Regions from separate parts of the Mus musculus genome. Here all the other regions are linked to region 5. A link is a contact called in public HiChIP or PLAC-seq and promoter capture Hi-C data. All regions are on one chromosome and are shown on one strand. The core of a region is the stretch at or near the end of the contact, and the rest is flanking DNA. Distances in the headings are between cores, read along the strand shown. Region 1 has its middle 70 kb from the start of Slc4a7. Region 2 overlaps Ube2e1 (ubiquitin-conjugating enzyme E2E 1). Region 3 holds the start of Ube2e1 (ubiquitin-conjugating enzyme E2E 1). Region 4 holds the start of Rpl15 (ribosomal protein L15). Region 5 holds the start of Top2b (topoisomerase (DNA) II beta). Region 6 has its middle 100 kb from the start of Slc4a7. Region 7 holds the start of Nr1d2 (nuclear receptor subfamily 1, group D, member 2).

Region 1 (2,700 bases), core at 138-2,637, 1.7 Mb before region 5:
TCAGGGTTTGTTTCCCCAGCAGCCCATTTCTTCCTGCTCTGCCCCACCTCCTAATTTACTGTGGAGCCTCCCTTCCCCCAAGCTATCAGCTCGAAATGAATATGGGAGCCTGTAGGGTTCACATCCAAGCCAGGGCGCCAGCTAAACCTCCCCTCCACAGACAGACTCTATCAACTGGCTTGGAAGATAGCAATTATCATTCATCTGCCTTTTAACTGTACAGCTCGGTTGCTTCCGAACCTTAGAGAAAGCCAATGAGCAAGTTCAAGTCCTTTGTGTTTTCTCCTGAAAACACAAAAAAAGGTAAAAGAAACATTAAGCAGGACCCTCAGGATCCCATGGTTTAAATAACAGCTGGAATTTTCCATTTTCCTGCGGTAACCCATTGTTGCACGTGTGTGTTAAGTAACGTGTGAAACTAAGAAGAAACAGGGCAGGAGTGAAACAGATAGTGCCTACTGCAGGTAGGAACAAAAGCAACTTCCAAATCTCTTGGGGATATTTAAATATCATCCCAGTGTGAATGACTAACAAACACTGTGTCTCCTAAGCTAAGAATCACACCAACAATCAGGGAGACTTTGGAAGTCAAGCCAGCAAGACCTCCCGAACGCTTTTGCCCTTCTGACCTACACTTTTCTTCCTTCCCCAAGGAGACAGTGCCCACCCCCACAGCACAGCCCCGCCAAAGCACTGGGCCGGGGTGTGAGCTCGGAGCGGGTGCCCGTGTCTCCACTACTCAAGCCTGACTGTGGCCACATAGGCTCTGTCTGGCTCAGGAAGAGGAGTGAAAGGAAGAGGTCGCTCCATTCGGCTAGAGAGAGGGAGCGCACAGAAGTTAACCTCAGCTGCCTCGAATTACATCTGTCTACACATGTATGTCAAAAGCTGCTTAGAAATTAAGCGAGGCTAACTTCTCTTTATGAGTTCTCTTTCATCTCGGGAATTCAAAGCGTTTTGTCACAAAACCGTCATCTTTGGCATAAAAAAATGTAAATTCGAAGTTCAGGTCCTTTAAACTTTCGCGAAGCAGGGGTGGGGAGGGAGGTGGGGGGAGTGCTAAAATAAAAGTAATCCTTTTATCATTATAAGATCCAAGTAGCCAACAAAAGACCACACAGCCTGGAAAAAAAAAAAAAACCCCGCTTTAGATGAAAGGCCTCCACCTCCTCTTCTAAGGCATTCATCTAATTAAAATCACAATTAAGTCAAGGGGGCGAGAGCAGTGACTAAGACTCTAAAGCAGATGCGAAGCACTTTGACTCATACAGGATATGTTGGATTTTCTCGACATTTGGCAAAAGAAATTCGAGTCCTATCCACCCTTCTCTGACCCAGTAAACTCCCTCTCAGGGGCGGGGTGGCGAGGCTCTAAGGAGCCCACAGGTCCAGTGGTGCTGTCTACACATGAATTTTATAGTAAGGAAAACCTTGGAATCTCCCCGGCTCCGGCTTCTGAGTCATTCGTGGGTGTTTGTTTTTTGGGGCTCTGGCTTTGAGTCACCACCCTTCCTGCCGTTGCTCCTCTCAGTCGGGAGGGGGTGGGGGGTGCAATGAGTAAAAAGAAACAAATATCTGTGGCGTTTAGAAGTGGGACTTGGGCGTTGGTGGCTTGATTTTATACGTCCGCCTTTACTTTGAGATTCGCTCTTTCTTTGGTAAGTGTGTAAGATTTGAAAACTACAGCGGGAAAGAGGAAGAAGAGAGTTGAGAACGGCTGAGTCTTTTAAGGATGTGACCTAGGCAAGCGGAAAGAGTGGCCAAAGTAAAAATAGGTGGCTGTGGCTGGGGGGCTGGCAGGGCAGCCGAGTCCACAGTCCAAGCCCAACTGAGCCAGAAGCCTTCAGGGAGACCCGCAAAAGCTTTGAATTTCAGCCCAGTGGAATGTGGAGATTGAAATTTGAAACTGGGCCTTTTGTATGCAGCAGGAGACTGCCATTCCTAGCATAAATACATAGAAACATAATACAGCATAAATACAGGTGCCTGTACAGATACTTGGCTGAAATGTCTGGACCATGAAAACCAAGCCTGGGGCTTCTCAGCCTGACCACTGAGGAAGAAAAGAGTGTTACCTGCTCCCTCTCTCATTTATAGGAGAAAGCACCTCATCACCTCACTACAAAGAGGAAAACAGATAAACTTGGGGCTGTCTTCCTGGGGCATTGACATTTAAAAGTAAACAGAATCCATGTCTTGTTTTCTTGAGTTTGCTGTTTGTTTGTTTGTTTGTTTGTTTGTTTGTTTATATTCTCCGTGTATGGGTGTTTTGCCCAAATAGATGTCTAGTACAGAATGTGGAGAAACTGCTTCCTGTGGCCAGAAGGGGCGCTATATCCCCCTGGAACTGGAGTTACAGATAATTGACCCCCACCATGAGGATTCTGGGAAACAAACCTGGGTCCTCTGCAAGAACAAGAAGTGTTCTTAACTGCTGAGCTCTTTCTTGAGTCACACTGCCTTGTTTTTCAAGATAAGTATCTTAGGTTATTACAAATGAACTCCTGAACTAATTACTTTGTACACACATATATGTAAGAGACACTCAAGGCCTATTCCAAATCAACACACCTAATTGTGTCTTTGTGGCTAACAAACCTGTCTCTGGCTAACTTTATCTATCTGCTCTTTCCAGAATAATTCAGCTTGCATCTTACTTAATATTGAGTACACCTTCTCAGAAAGGGGACCAATGAGATA
Region 2 (2,700 bases), core at 112-2,611, 1.9 Mb after region 5:
AAATGTGCACATTGTTGTGAATTGCTACATTTGCAGTAAGCTGTTAAGTAGCAACAGAAATTTCACTTAACTGGTTGTATCTTCTAGAGATGGGGGAAAAAACAATAGGAAAGACTCAATACCAAGGTCATTAATATGGATGAGGAGAGAGGTGCTGTGGACAATAAGACCCTCAGTTTTCTTCCTCTACTCAGCTCCCAGATGGACGCCCAGCTCTCAATACAGGTATTACATCTGCATTAGACAACCAAGGAGTACAGTGCCTCTATAAAATATAATTCAATGACCAAAACTAGAGGGCAGCCAGCAACAGGAAACCAAAATTGTAGAGAAAAGGAAATTTCAAGACAAAAATATTTTTTTCCTTCTGGAAATTAAAAGTAAAAGCACAGATTTCAAAACCTCCAGGGAAAGTCAGCTGAGATCTAAAACATTAAAATGCAAAAAGAAGGTTCAAGAAACAAACAAACAACAGGAAAAATGTTCCATAAAGGATAAACAGAGGGAGGTGTGGATATCAGAAACTGATAAGAAAATCCTTTAAACTGGATGTGGTGCTGCATTCCTGCAATAGCAGGCAAAGTTCTGCAAGTTGAAAGACAGCCTGAGTTATAAACTGAGAGACAGAGAAGCCGTTCTCAAACAAAACAAAACAAAACACTTCTCACAGGTAACAAACAACATGCCAGGAAGACAGCTCAGAAAATGAAGTGCTTCCCGTGTGCAGCCTGGGATTCAGATGGCCAGCATTCATGAAGCCAGACTGACAGTGTACACAAGTAGTCCCAGCATGGTGGGCTGAGACAGGCGACTTTCCAGGGCATGTTGGCCTATTAACCAACATCACACGATTTGGGCTCAGCCCATCTCAGTCAGTAAGGGTGGAGAGTGACTGCAGGAGCCACCTGACATGGACACCATGCCCTTACACACACCCTACAGATTCATGCAGATTAGCTTGTGGCTTATAAAGAGAAAATTAATTTTAAGGAACAGAATTACTTCAAAAGAGTTTATTTGGCCCCTTGGTTGGGCTGTTCTTTAAAGAGCCAGGGCTCACAAGTCTAAGACATGAGCAGGAGACTGAGGTAAGACATACTTGTTGGATGGCCACTAAACTGCAGTTTCTCTCCTACATACCTCTCCTAGTACAGTTAACTAAATGCACCATCCACAGTTGCCACTTTGAAATTCTGTTAGTGGGTGTTCATGCTGACAATGACCACTCGAGTGAGGACTACCAGGCAAGACACTGCTAAAGTGATAAAATTAGAGCACTCAGACTCTCTTGGCAAGACATCTGTCAGGAGGGGTGGCTGCCAGTCCTGGAGCAGCAGCAGCTGCAGCACTAGTCCCCAGTCCCCAGAAACCTGAACAGGGGACAGAATGTTCATCTCCAGCCAGCCAGATCTGCCGCTCTGAGCACAAGCTGCTTCTGTCTCTGGGCTCCATCACAATGACACCAGCTAAAACCAGCCTTCACTCTAAGGCAAAACGGCATCCACAGACATGGTTCTGCAGGCGAGTTCAGTGGCCTTTCCACACAAGACTGCAAGGCCCGGAGTAGCAAGTATAAAGTACATTCTCATGTGTTTACTGTAGTACAACAAGCTTGCGGTTTACAAATTACCCACTTAGACTTTAGGATCTGGTGAGTTCTGTGCTAGACAAAATAGAAGTTTGACTGCTGGGTAGACAAATTAGGCCAAATCATGCAAGGCCTTTAAAGAGCCAGGAAGATTTTTAGATAAAGCAAAGTCACAGCAGGTTCTTTAAAATACCACTCTGGAAAGAATTTTACCCCCTTTTGCATCCAAGAATCAGAGGGAGCCTTAAGGTAACCTTAACCTACCCACAGCCACTTAGCTAAGGTAAGTAACCTTAACCTACCCACAGCCACTTAGCTAAGGTAAGTAACCTTAACCTACCCACAGCCACTTAGCTACTATTAACTGGTAAAGGCCAAACCCAGCTCTCTCTATCCCAAACCTTCTCTATAAACGACCTCCTATTGCTATAGGTAAAAGCTTCAACTAGGCTAGTGTTTGGAGTGAGGAGCCTGGTAATCATTTAACACCTATGGTATGATTCAAACACTCAAAAAAGTGGTGAGACACTGGAGCCTGCTCATGGAGAAACAGTAAGAGGCTCTAGTAACCAGAAATGCAAATGCAAGGTTATGCTTCACGATGCGTAACTGAACGTGAGGTTATAGTAAACACACAATGACTGGGACCTAACTCAAATCCAAACATATAATGTATCCAAGGTAATTTCACTGAAGCCTTGCCTGGAGCAGAGCACATGATGTGTGCGCTTTGCACTGTGCATGCAGACAGGCACACATGCCAAGTAAAACTGTCTCACACACCTTAGCTGGAACTGAGACGACTGCATGGTATGAGCTAGTTTCTTTTCTTTTCTTTTTTTGATTGATTGATTGATTTTATGTAAGTACACTGATTGATTGATTGATTGATTGATTGATGTTATGTAAGTACACTGTAGCTGCCTTCAGACACTCCAGAAGAGGGCGCCAGATCTCGTTACAGATGGTTGTGAGCCACCATGTGGTTGCTGGGAATTGAACTCAGGACCTTCGGAAGAGCCGTCAGTGCTCTTAACCGCTGAGCCATCTCTCCAGCCATGAGCTAGTTTCTTATACACAAAAAGTTCTGTGCTGTAAGAGAAACAATACTT
Region 3 (2,700 bases), core at 50-2,549, 2.0 Mb after region 5:
CACCCCTGCAACAGGTGAAGAGGAAGAAAGATGGTCAGAACTAGTTTTAACAGAGTTGCCCAGGAAGGTACTCTTAATAATGAAGTATGATGACAGCCTCCGGGAAGTCAGAGATTCGTGATTACTAGGATGAAGACTCTGAAATCACATTGGGAGTCACTCATAAAAGTAATGAGGATTCTTGAAACTTCAACAAGAAACGGACGAGGCCAACCACAACTCCTGCATATGGACGAGGGCACTAACAAAACCAGAAGCAGCGAGCAGTAGAGAAAACAGGTGGGACTCCCATGCCCCATTTTCCTGCCTGAGAACTCACGAGAACGTCGTTGAAGCCTCCCTCCCTGACATGCAGCACGAGGCCACTGGGAAGCTCGGATGCCTGTGGAGAAAGGAGTGGGATACCTCTTAGCGCTGGTGGAGAGAAGCTTCGAATTTTTGCTCATGCTGACTTTACTCTCCTTCTTCTTGGGGGTGCTGCCTTCTTTCTCGGTCTGCTGGTTGGAGGACGAAGATGACGAGGAGCTGGTGCTGGCCCTCGAATCGTCATCCGACATAGCGAACCCCCCACCCCACCCCGCGAACGGCCCCTGCAGGGGGAGGAAACAAAACAGAAACACAGACCATGCAGGCGCTGCAAAGAGGGAAGGAACTCCGCTGTCAGGAGGGCGCGGGCCGGGCCGCCCCCGCTGCCTGCAGAGGCTCGGGGCCCACCGCCGCACCGGCCGAAGAGACACGGGGGCCACGATCGCGCGGGGGCGGCCCGGGGAGGGCCGGGAGCCGCCGCCGCGGTCCCCCAGGCCTCCCGGCGTCCGCTCGAGTTTGGCGAGGTCGGGACGAGCCGAGCAGCGAGAGTGGGTGAGCAAGCCGAGCGTGGGCCGCGTGGGCCGCGGGGACACGGCTCCTGGCCAGGCCGGGCCACGCGGGGCTGCGCTCGCAGGCCGACGCGCACAATGCGCCCCGGGCGGGCGGGTCCCCGCGGGGACCGGGCCGCTCTGACAGTTCGCGCGGCCCCCGCCGCCCGGGCCCGCCACGCCATCCCGGTCGCCCGGCCCTGCTGCCCGCGGCCCGGCGGTGCCGCCCGTCCCCCGGCCCCGCGGCCCCAGGCCCCGCGGCCCGCCCGCCCTGAGGGGCCCCCGCACCTCTCTTTGTGTCTGGCTGCTCCGTGCCGCCGCCGCGGCTGCTGCTGCGGCTGCGACTGGGCCTGGCCACTCGTGTCTCGCTCTCACTGGGAGAGAAGCGGAAGTGCAGCAACAGCAACTATTAACCAGGCAATGGCTTCCCCGGCCGCACACGCTCCGCGCCACTCCTCCTCTCCGCCCCGCCCCGCGCCCCTCCCCCGCCGCACCTGGGGGCCGCGGCCCGGGAGCCCCGAGCGACCCCGGCTTGGCCTGGGGACGCCGCGCCGGGCGGAGCCGAGGCAACCGGGCGGGATTGGGGGCCACTGGGGCAGGTGGAGCCCGGGGTGACCAGGGGAAGTTCTTCCCAGGAGGGCTTTGGGAAAAGGCTGGGGAGTGAGGGGGCCGGTGTGGGGAAAAGATGGTACTCTCCTGGCGAGGACTTTGACTCCTCCCCAAAAGTGATTCGTTTGAAAAGAAAGAATGGAAGAAAAGAAGAGAAGAGAAGAGAAGAGAAGAGAAGAGAAGAGAAGAGAAGAGAAGAGAAGAGAAGAGAAGAGGAGAGAAAAGGAGAGAAAAGGAGAAAGGAAAGGAAAAGAGGAAAGGAGAAAGGAAAGGAAAAGAAAAGAGGAAAGGAGAAACGAAAGGAAAGGAAAGGAAAGGAAAGGAAAGGAAAGGGGGAAAAGGAAAGGAAAAAGGAAAGGGAAGGAAAAAGGAAAGGAAAGAGAAGGAAAAAGGAAAGGAAAGGAAAGGAAAGGAAAGGAAAGGAAAGGAAAGGAAAGGAAAGGAAAGGAAAAGACCCCTAACAGGTTTTTCCTTTGAGCTGATGACACTTGTTCCTCCCTCTGGCAATTACGTGCTTGGAGCAGAGGTCACGCCTGTGAGAAAAAACCCAGACTGGGATTCTGTTCAGGACACCAGGCATGTGCAATTTTATACTAGATACCACCCTCCTTCCCCTTTCACTTGTTATTGAAAAGGATGTGGACTTTTTTTTTTTTAATGTATGCAATTGGGGTTCGGGACAGGTAACTACGACCGGGCTTGGGATTATAAGATCACTGAAAATAAACCTTGAGCCAATGATTTTGACAGGACTTGCCCTGGCTGTCCTGGAACTCACTTTGTAGACCAGGCTCTCCTCGAACTCAGAAATCCGCCTGCCTCAGGATTTGGAATTCTTAAATTAGATATGTCTGAGTCTTAGTAATGGGGAAAAAAAGTTCTAGAAAGCACCCTACTTTCTTTTTACTCCAATATGATGCTATTCAAATAATATTTTTAGGATAATCACACAACAATGCCACTAAATTGTTCCTTGTGTGGCACTGTACCGAAATTTATTTTTTTTAATTCCACCATTAAATTAGGACTTAGTTTCTTACCAGTTTGCCGTTTACCCTGAAGGGAACAGACCCCTGCCATCCAAGTTCACAGAGATCTTGTGTACTGAGCAGACAACAGCACTCGAATTTCCATGGTCCACTTTAAATTACCTCATTCAAATTGACATTGCTTCCCATGGCAACAGTGGCTTCAGTTACCACACACACATGATATAAAGAAAGCTCACAGCATATCC
Region 4 (2,700 bases), core at 164-2,663, 1.9 Mb after region 5:
AAAAAAGTTCTAGCTTGTGGAAAGGGGGCTCCTACAACCATTTATCAACCTAAGAGTAACTGATCACAGAATATTAGCAATGTAAATAAAACAGAATGGCCCAAAATTTTACAGTCTTCCAAAAGCATAGGGTCTGTAGAAACTAGTCCAGAAACCCAAACCCCTTTCCGCACATCCTCAAGCAAAACAGTAACAATGAGTACCGATAGTGACTAAGTACAAAACAACTCCATCCCCACCTTATACCGAGGGAAACTCCACCGGCTTCCCCGTTTCTTCCTAGCCCACCATTCCTAATGGGTTGTCAAGACAATCGATACTCCCAACAACTCACCTCAGCAACAGACTGAAGGCTTCGGGCAAATTTCAGCTGGTTAACACCATGGTGGACAGGCTTGCCGTAAGTTGCACCCTTAGGAACTGGGCGTTTACGACCACCACGGCGGACACGAATCCTGTAAATGACATAGCCTACACAAACAAACAAAACAACCCAACCACCAATACGTTAGACTAAGTTAAGACTTTCCAATGCTTCCTTTTAATTACAAAGATAGACTATGTAGACTAAAGTATATCTGTAACCTATATCACATTTAGCATAGCTAAATCAGGCAGGTTTTTTGGGGGGGGGGGCACTTCCAAACTGAGGCCCGCCGACTTTTCTGGGAGTGTTATAGACCACCCACATCGTGACCTCACGCACCTTGCTTAGCCTTGTATCCCAGTCTTCGAGCTTTATCAGGCCGGGTGGGGCGGGGAGCCCTGTGCAGCGCAGAGAGCTGGCGGTATTGCCAACAGCGGACCCTCAGAAGAAAGCGCATCACGTCGGACTGCTTCTTCCTCCATAGCTCCTGGATGTACTTGTATGCACCCATCTTGGCTCACCTTTTGAGAGGAAGAAGCAAATCGAAAGAGCGATCGCTGTCAAGGACATTGACTACGGCCTCTCCATCCTTCCTGGAGCCCCACCGTCCACCGGGAATGAGAAGGGCTCTGCAGAGGCAGCAAGGCGCAGGGCCGGCTGGGCGGGACTGACTATTCCATACTCCCGGAGGCCGCCAGAACTGGCAGCAGGGTTATAACCGCCACCGCGAGTAAGACCAGGAGAGCTTCGTCCCACCCGGGCGGCCTGATGAGAGGCAAGCCGAGGCCACGCTTCCATCCCACGCCTCCTTCAGTCCCCGGCCCAGCTCGGATCCTGCCGCCATTGCGTCTCTCAAGCCTCCCGGACGGCGGCGTATTCGTACCCTCTCCACCCCGTATCCTCACTAGGCGCTCGTGCGAGGCAGAAACTCCGAGGCCGTAGGGTCGCCGGGGTCGGATGGCTGAAGACTAGCGCGATTCGCGACGGATAGACACACAAACACCACCCCGCCGCCCTACCTGATGGCTGCCGCCAGAGGAAAGGAAGAAGGCTTTCTCCCACAATCCCTTTTGTGGCTCCTCCTCCCACCCCGGCGACCCTCCTTCCGGTGGGGCATTGTAGCCGCACTGTGCCTCTTGGGGCTTGTAGTCCCGACATCCAACCTGGTGGGCGGAGTCAGGCTGGGACAGCCCGCCGCTTCCGGATGCTCTCCCAAGCTCTCAGCAGTGCTCCTGAGCTGCCAAGGCTGCGGAAAGTGAGAGGCGGCGAGTTTGCTTACGTCACGTCAAGGGGCCGGAGGAAGCAGGTCGGGGACCGGCTCCAGAGGGACGCCTTCGGACCGCGGTGACCTGCGTGCTGCTGTCTCACTGCCCTGCAGTGTCAGGTTGGTGTTTCCACCGGCGCCTCGCTCCGTGATCTCGGAGCACAGTGACCGCAGGACGGCCGTGACTTGGTCGTAGGCGAAGTGGTACGCGTGGACCTTGCGTGTCCTTAAGGCCGGCCAGGGACTTTGGACTTGCGCGAACCAGGCTAGTGGGTGGACTGTGGTGCCCGTCCCCCTCTGAATTTTCCGAGGTGCCCGGGGACTTGATTTTATAGGCGTTTTTAGGATAGCAAATTGTTCATTTGCCATGACCCGTTTCAGGAAGAAATGCTGGCATTCTGCACTGCGTTCTTTATTGAGAAGTAATGGTGTATTGGAGTTTTTGTAGTTCCAGAATTTTCTATTTTCATACAGTTGTGTGGTTTTAATAAACTACGCTTGTTTGTGGCAAAGGTTTTGGGAATCATGTTTACCTTTTCCATCAATCTGTGGCTCTTCTTATCTTTTAGAATAAATGGCAGCTTTAGCATTTTAAGAGTCCTCACCTGTCCTATTTAAAAATTCAACAGATGTATTGCTTAATATGCGTGGAGCTCAGTCTCAGCTGCTGGTGATGCAGCTCAGACAACATACAAGTTCTAGCCTTGGGAGCAAGCGTTAACACTATGCTATGTATTGCTTTTGATGCCAAGTGTAAAGGACACACATTGAAGGAGTGGAGGGGTATTGAGCGGTACAGTGTCTCAGCGTCCTGGCAAGTGGAGCCTGGACGAGGTGGGGTTGGGGTGCGGGGGGGGGGGGGGAGGGGCAGTAACTGACTTTTTTCTCTTTTAAGCACATCTGGTGGAGCTTGCAAGTTAGCATGGAGTGAAGGATATGAATTCTTTTAGGACAGTCTTCAAAAATTTTTTAACGTTTATTTTTAGGCTATGTGTGTTTATTTATGTGTGTTTACTTGGATGTATGTTTGTGCACGACCACCTTTGTACCTGGGGCCCACTGAGGTAGG
Region 5 (2,700 bases), core at 6-2,505:
AGGTTTTGGTGTTCTTAGTCAGAATCCCCAAATAAACTGAAATTCCACGGTCTCCAGAGAGCTAATTAAGAACTACATTGAAATGATTTCCGTGTTTCAGAGCTCCCCACTTGGATTCAGAATGCAGCAGCGATTGAGAGGTGTGACCCCAAAGTTTCCCTTAAGGGAAGCACTCAGCTGCCGGAGAGACTCAAGGAAATACTTTCACAGAAAGTTGTTAGCTCTAGCTGGGTAAAGTTCTTCGGTGTGGTGTCCTCCTGTTAGTCACTCTTGGAAGATTGACGTCGGAGGAGGCTGTTGTCCCTTTAAACCCATTGCCACGCCTGACAGAGCATGGCTGGGAGTATGCCCAAAGAGAACTTGTTGAATGCAATTCCATTTACAGGCTGGGTGAAGTCAAGAGCTCTTCCATCTGCCAAAAGCTTTGGCGTTGCAAATTTTATTCTTAGAAAGCTTCCACACGAAAAAAGTCTATTTCATGATGTGTACCTGAAAGCTGAGAAGTGACAGGGACCTGTCTGCATTGTTGGGAGGAAAGGTCTGTAGCCAGAAAAGGGAGTCCTGACCCGTTCGCATTCCTTCCCGGGAACGTTCTCTGGGCACTCTTAGCACCCCAAGTTCCCTAACTGGTGGCACTGAAGACCGCTTGCCCTGTTTAGGGGCAAGGCAGAGAGACGGTCGGTCGGGGGTCGGGCGGATGCAGCAGCAACCTGGGGCCTGAGCGCGGGGTCCGGCTGCTCTAGGCGGCGCACGGTCCCGTCTGCAGTTCGCTAGCTCCCTCCGGGGCCCAGTCCCTGGGGGCGGCTAGGGCTTCCTGCCTCCCTGCCCCCAACCCTCCCCCCCCCCCCCCCCGCTCCCGCTCCCCCCGCGGCCTCGCGGCAAGTCTGCAGGACACAGTCCGGAGGTTTCCACAGCCCTTGTCCCAGGACTCCCGGCTCCTTTGGATGCCCCGGAATGACTCTTGACAGCCGCCTGCTCTCCCTTCTGACGGAAACCCCATTCACTCGCCTCGCTCTCCCTTACACTCTCTCTCAGACACAAACAAAAAACCCAAGTCTGCCTCTCAGTTGCTACCCGCAATGACGTTTTCCCCTCGGGTCCCGCCCCCCTAGGGGCCTGAAATTTTGGGATTGGTCGAAGTACTGTAGTGACAAGGCTGTGATTGGACGATCCATGGTTGACTGACAGCCGGTGACCACCGCACCCTCCCCCTCCCGGAGCGCGCCTGTGTGTGCCGTGTTATGCCGGACTAAAGGGAGGCCACCACGGCGGCTCTGTTTATTGTCCCTCTTGGACTGTGCTCCGGAGGACCGGTTCAGACGCCGCTTGGGCGGTTTTGAGGCAGTGGCGGCCTTTGAGGCTGCGGCGACCGCGGCGAGGACTCTGCGGCTTCGGTGGCTTGAGGAGAAGCAGCGGCTCATTCCTGTCAGGGCTCTGGCTCGCGAGTCCTAGCCGGCCCGCTTCAACCTCGTCCCTCATCCGCGATCCCAATCGCCCGCGTGGGTCCCGGAAGGCCGCGCCGCATCGCCAGCCCTTCCTAGTCCTCGACCACTCTGTAGGCCCGGGCGCCGCGCTCGAGTTTGAGGGCGGCGGGCAGCGCGGCCTCCTCAGCGGCTCGGGCCCGCGATGGGGCGCGGCTAGGAGTGCTGCGCGCAGCGGTCAGTGCGAGCGGCGGGCCCGGCGTCCCCGGAGCGCGAGCAGCCCCTGGCCTGCACGGGAGGCGCTGCCATGGCCAAGTCCAGCCTCGCGGGCTCTGACGGGGCGCTGACCTGGGTGGTGAGTGCGGCGCGGGCGGGCGCATTGTTCGTGGGCCGCGGGCGACGCGGGCGGGGTGAGAGCGTGGTGCGGCGGGCGCCCTGTCAGGCTGCAGTCGGGGCCTAGCCCCGTGTGCCCTTTCTCTCTGCTTTCGCCTCCACCAAGGCTCAGGCTGCTGAACAATGCTCACCGGAAACTTCAGGGTGCACACCGAGAGTGGGGGGACCGCGATAATGCGAGCCTCCGGGCCAACCCTCCATAAGTGCAGCACCAGAAAATAGTGCCCGGTATGCTACGGCTTCCGGCGGCCTGTCCCAGAGGAATGTGCACTTGAATGGTCACTGCGGGTTGCGCCTCCCCAGAAAAGGCTCATTCCGCAGAGAGGGTATTTGGGACGACTTTGACAGCAGGCTAGAGACCGCCCGCGGGATTAAAAGAAGAGTTTACTTACGTCAGCCTCCCGTGTACACCGTGTGGGGGCCCAGGGGTGTCCCTCGGAGGTGAGGGGGTGCTTAAGCCTGAACTTGGAGGATTGCAGAGCTCAGTTCCTGGAGGGAGGTGGACTTAGCAAGTGCAGCGGGAGCAGTTGGAACGCGGCTCCCAGGACAGATCGATAACTCCAGCATTTCACTTACTCAGCACTGAGTTCAGACCAGGGTCATTTCCCAAACAAAACACCGGACTTAGTAGATGAGGCCAGCAGCTTGGACAGAAAATTTACACATTTCAGGGACTTTAACACATCCCTTCCAGAGGATCCTAGTTCCCCGCCTTTTGAACACACTAAGGAACTTTGGTATTGGTTGGCATTTTTGTTCCTTGTTTTCTTTGTTTGGTTGAGGTTTCGATGAGGCTGGGGTAGCAGTCGTTTCTATCGACAAGTGTTGTTTATAAAAAGGATGTTTCTATGAAGAGCAGAAAAACAGTTTCAGCATTTGCAGGGCC
Region 6 (2,700 bases), core at 75-2,574, 1.8 Mb before region 5:
GAGATAGGCTCTCTTATCATTGAACAGAGAGCTCATAAATTAGGCTAGGCTGACTGGCCAATGTACTCCAAAGATCCACCTGCCTCTGATTCCCTAAGGATAAGACTGTAGGTGCACACTGCCATGTCCAACATTACATGGAGTCTAAGATTCTAGGATCTGAACTCAGGACCTCGTGTTTACATGGCAAGCACTTTGCAGACTGAGCGGTCTCCTTTGTCCCTTATGGTTGCATTTTTACTGTAATTTTTATACTTTAGTTATTTCTGATTCATCTGCTTATTTTTCTCCTAAAATCATTAGCTTCTAAGGGCTGATGTTTGTGTAGTTCATTTTGAGGGCACATACCTATGCCCAGGAAAGGAAGCCAACAAGCATTTGCTGAATTGAATTGAATTTTGGTAAGCTCACTTGAGATCTTGTCATGTCATCAAAAGTTTGTTGGCTGAGGAAGGACGGTAGGAAAATAGAAGGACAGAAGCAAGGATAAGAAAAGCATGAAGGAACACAGGAAGGGAACATGATGGAATGTTTGCTCAAATGTGTTTACGTACCAGAAATTGTTAGGAGATGTGATATGCCCTTTGAAACTATAATAAGATTGTAAGGAATAATTGCCTCCTTGGGAGATAAAGGTCATTATTATTAATGAGAACTAAATTACTACCATTCTCCCCCTGTCCTGTGGTTGTAAAAAGGAAGAGAGAAAGAATGCATACTACCATTTAGGTCACAGATAGAACTTGTTTCACATTTCTTTTTGAGCTGAAGCCCTGCCATTGCTTGAGTTTTCCTGTGCCTTACTTGAGAGGATGAGAGAGAACAAAGCACATCTCTGTCCTTTGGAAGCGCTATGGTTTCTCTGCTGTGTGAATGGTTCTCTTTAGAGCAGGAACTTAGGTCATGTGAAGGCATTTCCTCCAAATGTAAGATCCATCTGCTCAACTCTGCATTTCCCATTATGAGCTGCAGCCCCCTGCAGCTGCTTCTGCTGTTTCCACTGGATGGCCCATGAGGAGCCACTGTGCCCTCTGGCTCTCACAGGCTGGTAAGAGCTTGGTTAGAACAGGCAAAATGGAAGAGAGTTTTGATGTATAGTAGAGAACACTTCAGCTGGCCGTGAGAGAGATTTTCTGACCAGTGAGGGAACCTGACCACCAAGCTCAAGACACAGGGATTTGGTTCCCTAGCCTACATAAATCAAATAGACAACCACATGAAAGTTGCTGCTTCTGTTACTTTCTTTTTACTGGCTACAAGATACCGGATAAGAAGCAATGGAAGAGAGTAAAAGTTCGCTTCAGTTTATAATTTGAGGAAGATGTAATTCACCACAGAGAGGAAGTCACAGTGGCAAGAGCTTGAGACTGCTTGTCGTATTTGCTAGGAAGCCAGGGATGATGAAAACTGACGTTCAGCTCACTTTCATCCTTATGCATCCAGACTCCATCCCATGAAACGGTTGAACCTACAGTAAAGTGGGTCTTCCCACTTCAGTTAACCTAATATAAATAATCACGCATAAGCATGGCCAGAGGCCAACCTAATTTAGATAGCCCTTCACAAGCATGCCCACAGAGTGGTCTCACAGGTGATTTGGCACCTTGTCAAGTTGACAAGAAGCACTAAATGTCAGAGATGCCTATGGAGATATGCCGGAATATGGAGTTGTCAAGGCAGAGAAGACGCAGGGAAGGACCCCTTGAATTTTACCTAGGGGGATTTTAGAATCTAATCAAACAGGTAGATGGAGTTAAGAGAATATATTCTACCCTGGAGCTCAGTCTAGATGATTCAGTGGATGGCTGCATCTCAAATGCTTAAGTCCTTACTGGGCTTCATATCCCCAGTGGGTAGATAGGTTTCAAGAATTTAAGTTACCTATTCAATTTTGAATCTTCTTCGGGAAATCATTTCTAGAGAGTTTAAAAAAGCTAACTGTGGTTGACCAAGGAATTGGACTCGTAAGCAAAGAAAGAAGCCAGGACCTATGTAGAGTCTGTAATTATTACCCTAAGGCAGGCGGATGCCAAGCACGAGGCCAGCCTGGCCTGTATAGCATGTTTGAGGCCACCCAGAGCTACATAACAAGACTGTCTCAACAAAATGAAACTAAGCAAAATAAAAGAACAAAGGGAAAAGAGGGAAGGTAAAACTTCCAACAACAAGAAATATTTGGGAATCTATCTAAATATAATTTAGATATAAACTAAAACTAAAATCAAAACCCCACAGCTATTCAGCCCAGTGTATCAGAGCCCCAGCAGAGATGTAAGCTCCAGTGTATGGAACAAGGTGTAGTTTCCTGACCCATCTGACATTCCTAGGACTATTCCTGTCAATTTCCTAAGACCAGAGCCTGTATGAGGTGGTCATATCAATTACACAGAACTCTGGATGTTTGATGATGGATGTCTTTCATTGGCTCACTCCCTTTATCATTTCTGGTACTGATCCCTATAGGGGTACATATCAGGGGCATGTTAGACAAGTTGCCCAAGAGAGCACACCTGAAGTAGAAGCTGCAGAAACAAGCTCATTAGCTGAGGAGGAACAGAAGATAGCCTCCTTCACAATTTTAACTGAAGCATCATAGTACCACCACCCACTGATTGGCTAGAAGCACTGTCCAATGCCTACCATTGGCAAGATCATAAGAATGTCTAAGCTTCCTCCCATTGTATGAGAAATACAACAAAG
Region 7 (2,700 bases), core at 104-2,603, 1.9 Mb after region 5:
TAGTCCTGAAACTAATTTGACCACTGGTCTAAAAATTCATAAAACATATGTTAGAACTGCGATGGTTTTTAAAAGTGCAAAGAACTCAAAATATTCAAAATGAAAACTTCATTTGCTTCAGGTATAAGGGTCATCACTGCGGTCGACTAAAGCGAAGCGAGGAAGGTTAGGTATTATATGACCATGTCTTTTGGGGGTTCAAAGTCAGTCCTGAAAACAAAAGGGGTTATTTTGTTCTTTGGGCATTTTGAGTGAGGATCTCACACAGTAGCCCATGCTTGCTACTTTCTGCCGCCATCTGCCTCAAACTCTTGGGCGCGAAGCTAAAACGTTTTTAACGTAAATAAAAGTTTTACGTAAGGTTCTGAAATCCTAGATCACCAGTCCTCAGATCAGAGCGAGCTGCGAGCAGAAAAGCCCCTCCCCTCCCCTCCATGCTTAAAAGGACTTCTAGGCTAAGTCCCCCTGGAAGCGAATTGCTCTGTACACGCTGTCCATCCGGAAGGTGCTGCGCGACTCCCGCAAGACTCTGAGCGAGAACGACCTACGCACTCCCTGTCTAGCAAGGTCAGCCCTGCCGGGGTCACCCGGGGACGCGCAGGCTGCCGCGCGCACTGCGGCGGGACCAGCGCCGAACTTGCGGCGGATGCGCATGCGCAGCGGGCCCCGCAGTGGGCAACAGCGGGAGACCCGGGACCGAGGCCACGTCACGGCGGAGGCCCCGGGGGCGGGGCCTCGCGCAGACTATGGGCTCCCCCCGCGGCACCGCCCCCACGTGTTCCTCCGGCCCCGGGTAATGTGGGTCGCCCCGCGGCCTCACGTGTCTCCGCCCGCCACCACCCAGCTCGCATTATGTAATGCTGCGTCACTCGCCCGCGCAGCCAACCAGCGCCCGCGCCGCCGAACGTAAACACACCGTGCACGTGGCCAGTGCGGCAGGGCCATGTGAGGGGGGCGTCCGGCGCGCGGGGAGCCCGAGTGCGGGATCCCAGCAACCCCACGCGAGATGGACGCACAGACACGCATCCCTGACCCCCGAGCCTCCCTCCTACATTTACCTGCGTTCAGCTCCATGGCGCTGGACAGGGTGCGGCCCTCACCGCGCCGCCCGGGACTGCAGGCGGTGGCGCTCGCGGGCCCACATCATGAGCACCGGGTGCGGGCGGCTCCTGGGGGCCGCACGGCACAAGCGCGGCACAGCAGTTTCCTGTGGCAGGGCTCGGCAGCGGGCACGGCAGCTGACCTGGAGGGCTCCTCGACCATGTGATCCGCGCACACCCCCCTCCTCCGCCGCCGCCGGCGGTGCGGTGACTCCGCCCGCTCCTCCTCCTCAGGCCGCCCGCTCCTCCTCTCCTCGACTCTCCCGCTCCTACCCTTGGCTCCGCCCACTTCCTCTATACAGGCTCCGCCCCCAACGAGCGGTCCTGACCTCTTCTTCCAATCCGTGGACCCACCAGCCCCTCCCCAGACACGCCCTCTCCTTTTCCCTCCATTCCTTACACTCTGGCTCTGGACTTTCCCTTCTCCCGGCTCCGCCCCCTCTGTTTGGATACGTCTCTCCCTGGACTTGGCCCGTCGGCCCCGTCCCCTCCCGTTGCTCCTGTTCAAGCCTCGCCCCTCTGCCATGCCGGGCCCGGCCTTCCTCCCAGCACCGACCCCGCCCACTTCACCTCACCCCCCTCCCTCCTTCCCAGCCTGTCTCGCAGCCGCTTATCCCTTGCCTGCAGATCTCCCGCTGCTAGAGGTTGTTTGCTCCCTCCTCCCTAGCACAAGCCAATCTGGTCACCTCCATGGTCCCACATGGTTACTGCCGCCAAGCTTTCCAGGACTCTGAGCTTGACTGGCGTCTCCTGCCCAACGCTCTCAACATCTAGCTTCCGGAGTCAACCCTTCATTTTCCTATCACCTTAGGTGTTTTATCCAGGCTCATCACCTAAATAAACCTGTGTTGTGGTGATCCTCACATTCACATTTCCAGCGAAAATCTCAGCTCTGGATTCCCATATCCATCAGCGGGTTAGGAATGTCCCTTGACCTCTCTCTCATTTAGGATGTGTACATGCATTTTTAGAACTCAGCAAAAGTATACTACAGACTGGTGCATTTCACCTTGCATGTAAATTTTCTAGCAAACTGAAAATGGAAACAAATTAGATACGTGCTTGAGGTGAATCCAGGAAGATGTGCTTTAAGGTATATATTTTAAATGAGCTAACAGATATTGGCACCGATAGGACAGTTTATATGAAATTTTAGGCTTTGGGTATGACCGTTGCAAAATGCATCCCAGTTTGCCCAGGAATATTTAGGTATAGAATGTTGGAGCATGTCGTAAGATAGACAAGTTTACATGTGAACATTTCCCCACTTTCCACCAATAGCAATCTTTTCTGTTAGCTAATCAGCCTGAAATCAGCAATTTAAACGTTTCTAACAGGCGAGAAATCGCTGCTTTTTATACTCTATTTCATCCTTAGCAAGTTGAGCTAGACTACCCTCACAATACCTCTGCTGTTCTCCCCCCAAACACATCTGGGGTGGGAGCCATGGCTGTGAGTCTAGATCCGGTCTAGCCTGGGCTGCTGCAACAACTCTGGAGTCGGCTCCAACAGTCTTTTCTCCCCAGCAGTTATTTTTAAAACAGTAAATAGACCCTATGACTCTGCCTCAACACTGAAAAACTCCACGGTCTTCCCCTAA

What was found. Promoter capture Hi-C pulls out the DNA fragments that hold promoters and counts their contacts. HiChIP or PLAC-seq counts read pairs in DNA pulled down with a chosen protein or histone mark.
Region 1: a contact with region 5 is called in a promoter capture Hi-C map of pre-B cells, with 6 times the contacts expected there. The contact joins the enhancer-like site here to the promoter of Top2b in region 5. A contact is called at or near these places in 4 of 39 promoter capture datasets (embryonic stem cells, hippocampal neurons, pre-B cells and 1 more), 4 of 115 datasets of contacts at active chromatin or transcription factors (embryonic stem cells, epiblast stem cells, large pre-B cells and 1 more) and 2 of 9 other capture datasets (adipose tissue and liver).
Region 2: a contact with region 5 is called in a promoter capture Hi-C map of hippocampal neurons, with 3 times the contacts expected there. The contact joins the enhancer-like site here to the promoter of Top2b in region 5. A contact is called at or near these places in 3 of 39 promoter capture datasets (hippocampal neurons, neutrophils and pre-B cells) and 5 of 115 datasets of contacts at active chromatin or transcription factors (astrocytes, embryonic forebrain, large pre-B cells and 2 more).
Region 3: a promoter capture Hi-C map of liver shows a contact between it and region 5, with 9 times the contacts expected there. The contact joins the promoter of Ube2e1 here to the promoter of Top2b in region 5. A contact is called at or near these places in 6 of 39 promoter capture datasets (cranial neural crest, frontonasal cranial neural crest, hippocampal neurons and 3 more), 1 of 115 datasets of contacts at active chromatin or transcription factors (astrocytes) and 1 of 9 other capture datasets (adipose tissue).
Region 4: an H3K27ac HiChIP or PLAC-seq map of double positive thymocytes shows a contact between it and region 5, with 6 times the contacts expected there. The contact joins the promoter of Rpl15 here to the promoter of Top2b in region 5. A contact is called at or near these places in 9 of 39 promoter capture datasets (the HPC-7 cell line, cranial neural crest, embryonic stem cells and 5 more), 2 of 484 Hi-C or Micro-C datasets (B cells and uterus), 6 of 115 datasets of contacts at active chromatin or transcription factors (double positive thymocytes, embryonic forebrain, embryonic hindbrain and 3 more) and 1 of 9 other capture datasets (liver).
Region 6: an H3K4me3 HiChIP or PLAC-seq map of pro-B cells shows a contact between it and region 5, with 5 times the contacts expected there. The contact joins the enhancer-like site here to the promoter of Top2b in region 5. A contact is called at or near these places in 3 of 39 promoter capture datasets (the C10 cell line, embryonic stem cells and hippocampal neurons), 3 of 115 datasets of contacts at active chromatin or transcription factors (fetal liver, large pre-B cells and pro-B cells) and 1 of 9 other capture datasets (liver).
Region 7: an H3K27ac HiChIP or PLAC-seq map of microglia shows a contact between it and region 5, with 8 times the contacts expected there. The contact joins the promoter of Nr1d2 here to the promoter of Top2b in region 5. A contact is called at or near these places in 11 of 39 promoter capture datasets (the 3T3-L1 cell line, the C10 cell line, the HPC-7 cell line and 8 more), 7 of 484 Hi-C or Micro-C datasets (CD4 T cells, LSK cells, cardiomyocytes and 3 more), 12 of 115 datasets of contacts at active chromatin or transcription factors (astrocytes, cardiomyocytes, embryonic forebrain and 8 more) and 2 of 9 other capture datasets (adipose tissue and liver).

The regions. Positions count from the first base shown.
Region 1 is chr14:14,631,879-14,634,578 of GRCm38.p6, forward strand. No RefSeq gene overlaps it. Among named protein-coding and RNA genes, the nearest start is that of Slc4a7, 70 kb to the right of the region's middle. Within about 2 kb of position 1,388, at least 282 of the 459 cell types and tissues checked have an H3K27ac peak or open chromatin away from gene starts, as enhancers often do. A contact at or near this core is called in adipose tissue, embryonic stem cells, epiblast stem cells and 4 more, where this site is marked.
Region 2 is chr14:18,302,105-18,304,804 of GRCm38.p6, forward strand. The region is part of intron 3 of Ube2e1 (ubiquitin-conjugating enzyme E2E 1); the gene reads right to left. It overlaps Gm41098 (a long non-coding RNA gene), which reads right to left. Exons shown (of 2, transcript XR_874229.3): 1 at 1,887-2,700; 2 at 1-1,848. Among named protein-coding and RNA genes, the nearest start is that of Gm41098, 5.7 kb to the right of the region's middle. Within about 2 kb of position 1,362, at least 60 of the 459 cell types and tissues checked have an H3K27ac peak or open chromatin away from gene starts, as enhancers often do. A contact at or near this core is called in hippocampal neurons, where this site is marked.
Region 3 is chr14:18,330,545-18,333,244 of GRCm38.p6, forward strand. Ube2e1 (ubiquitin-conjugating enzyme E2E 1) reads right to left here and starts at 1,300. Exons shown (of 6, transcript NM_009455.3): 1 at 1,143-1,300; 2 at 406-590. The coding sequence starts at 557.
Region 4 is chr14:18,269,573-18,272,272 of GRCm38.p6, forward strand. It overlaps Rpl15 (ribosomal protein L15), which reads right to left and starts at 1,414. Exons shown (of 4, transcript NM_025586.3): 1 at 1,387-1,414; 2 at 707-888; 3 at 335-471. The coding sequence starts at 878. Nkiras1 (NFKB inhibitor interacting Ras-like protein 1) reads left to right here and starts at 1,564. Exons shown (of 4, transcript NM_023526.4): 1 at 1,564-1,751.
Region 5 is chr14:16,363,951-16,366,650 of GRCm38.p6, forward strand. Top2b (topoisomerase (DNA) II beta) reads left to right here and starts at 1,256. Exons shown (of 36, transcript NM_009409.2): 1 at 1,256-1,776. The coding sequence starts at 1,729.
Region 6 is chr14:14,598,852-14,601,551 of GRCm38.p6, forward strand. No RefSeq gene overlaps it. Among named protein-coding and RNA genes, the nearest start is that of Slc4a7, 100 kb to the right of the region's middle. Within about 2 kb of position 1,325, at least 57 of the 459 cell types and tissues checked have an H3K27ac peak or open chromatin away from gene starts, as enhancers often do. A contact at or near this core is called in pro-B cells, where this site is marked.
Region 7 is chr14:18,237,753-18,240,452 of GRCm38.p6, forward strand. Nr1d2 (nuclear receptor subfamily 1, group D, member 2) reads right to left here and starts at 1,354. Exons shown (of 8, transcript NM_011584.4): 1 at 1,059-1,354. The coding sequence starts at 1,074.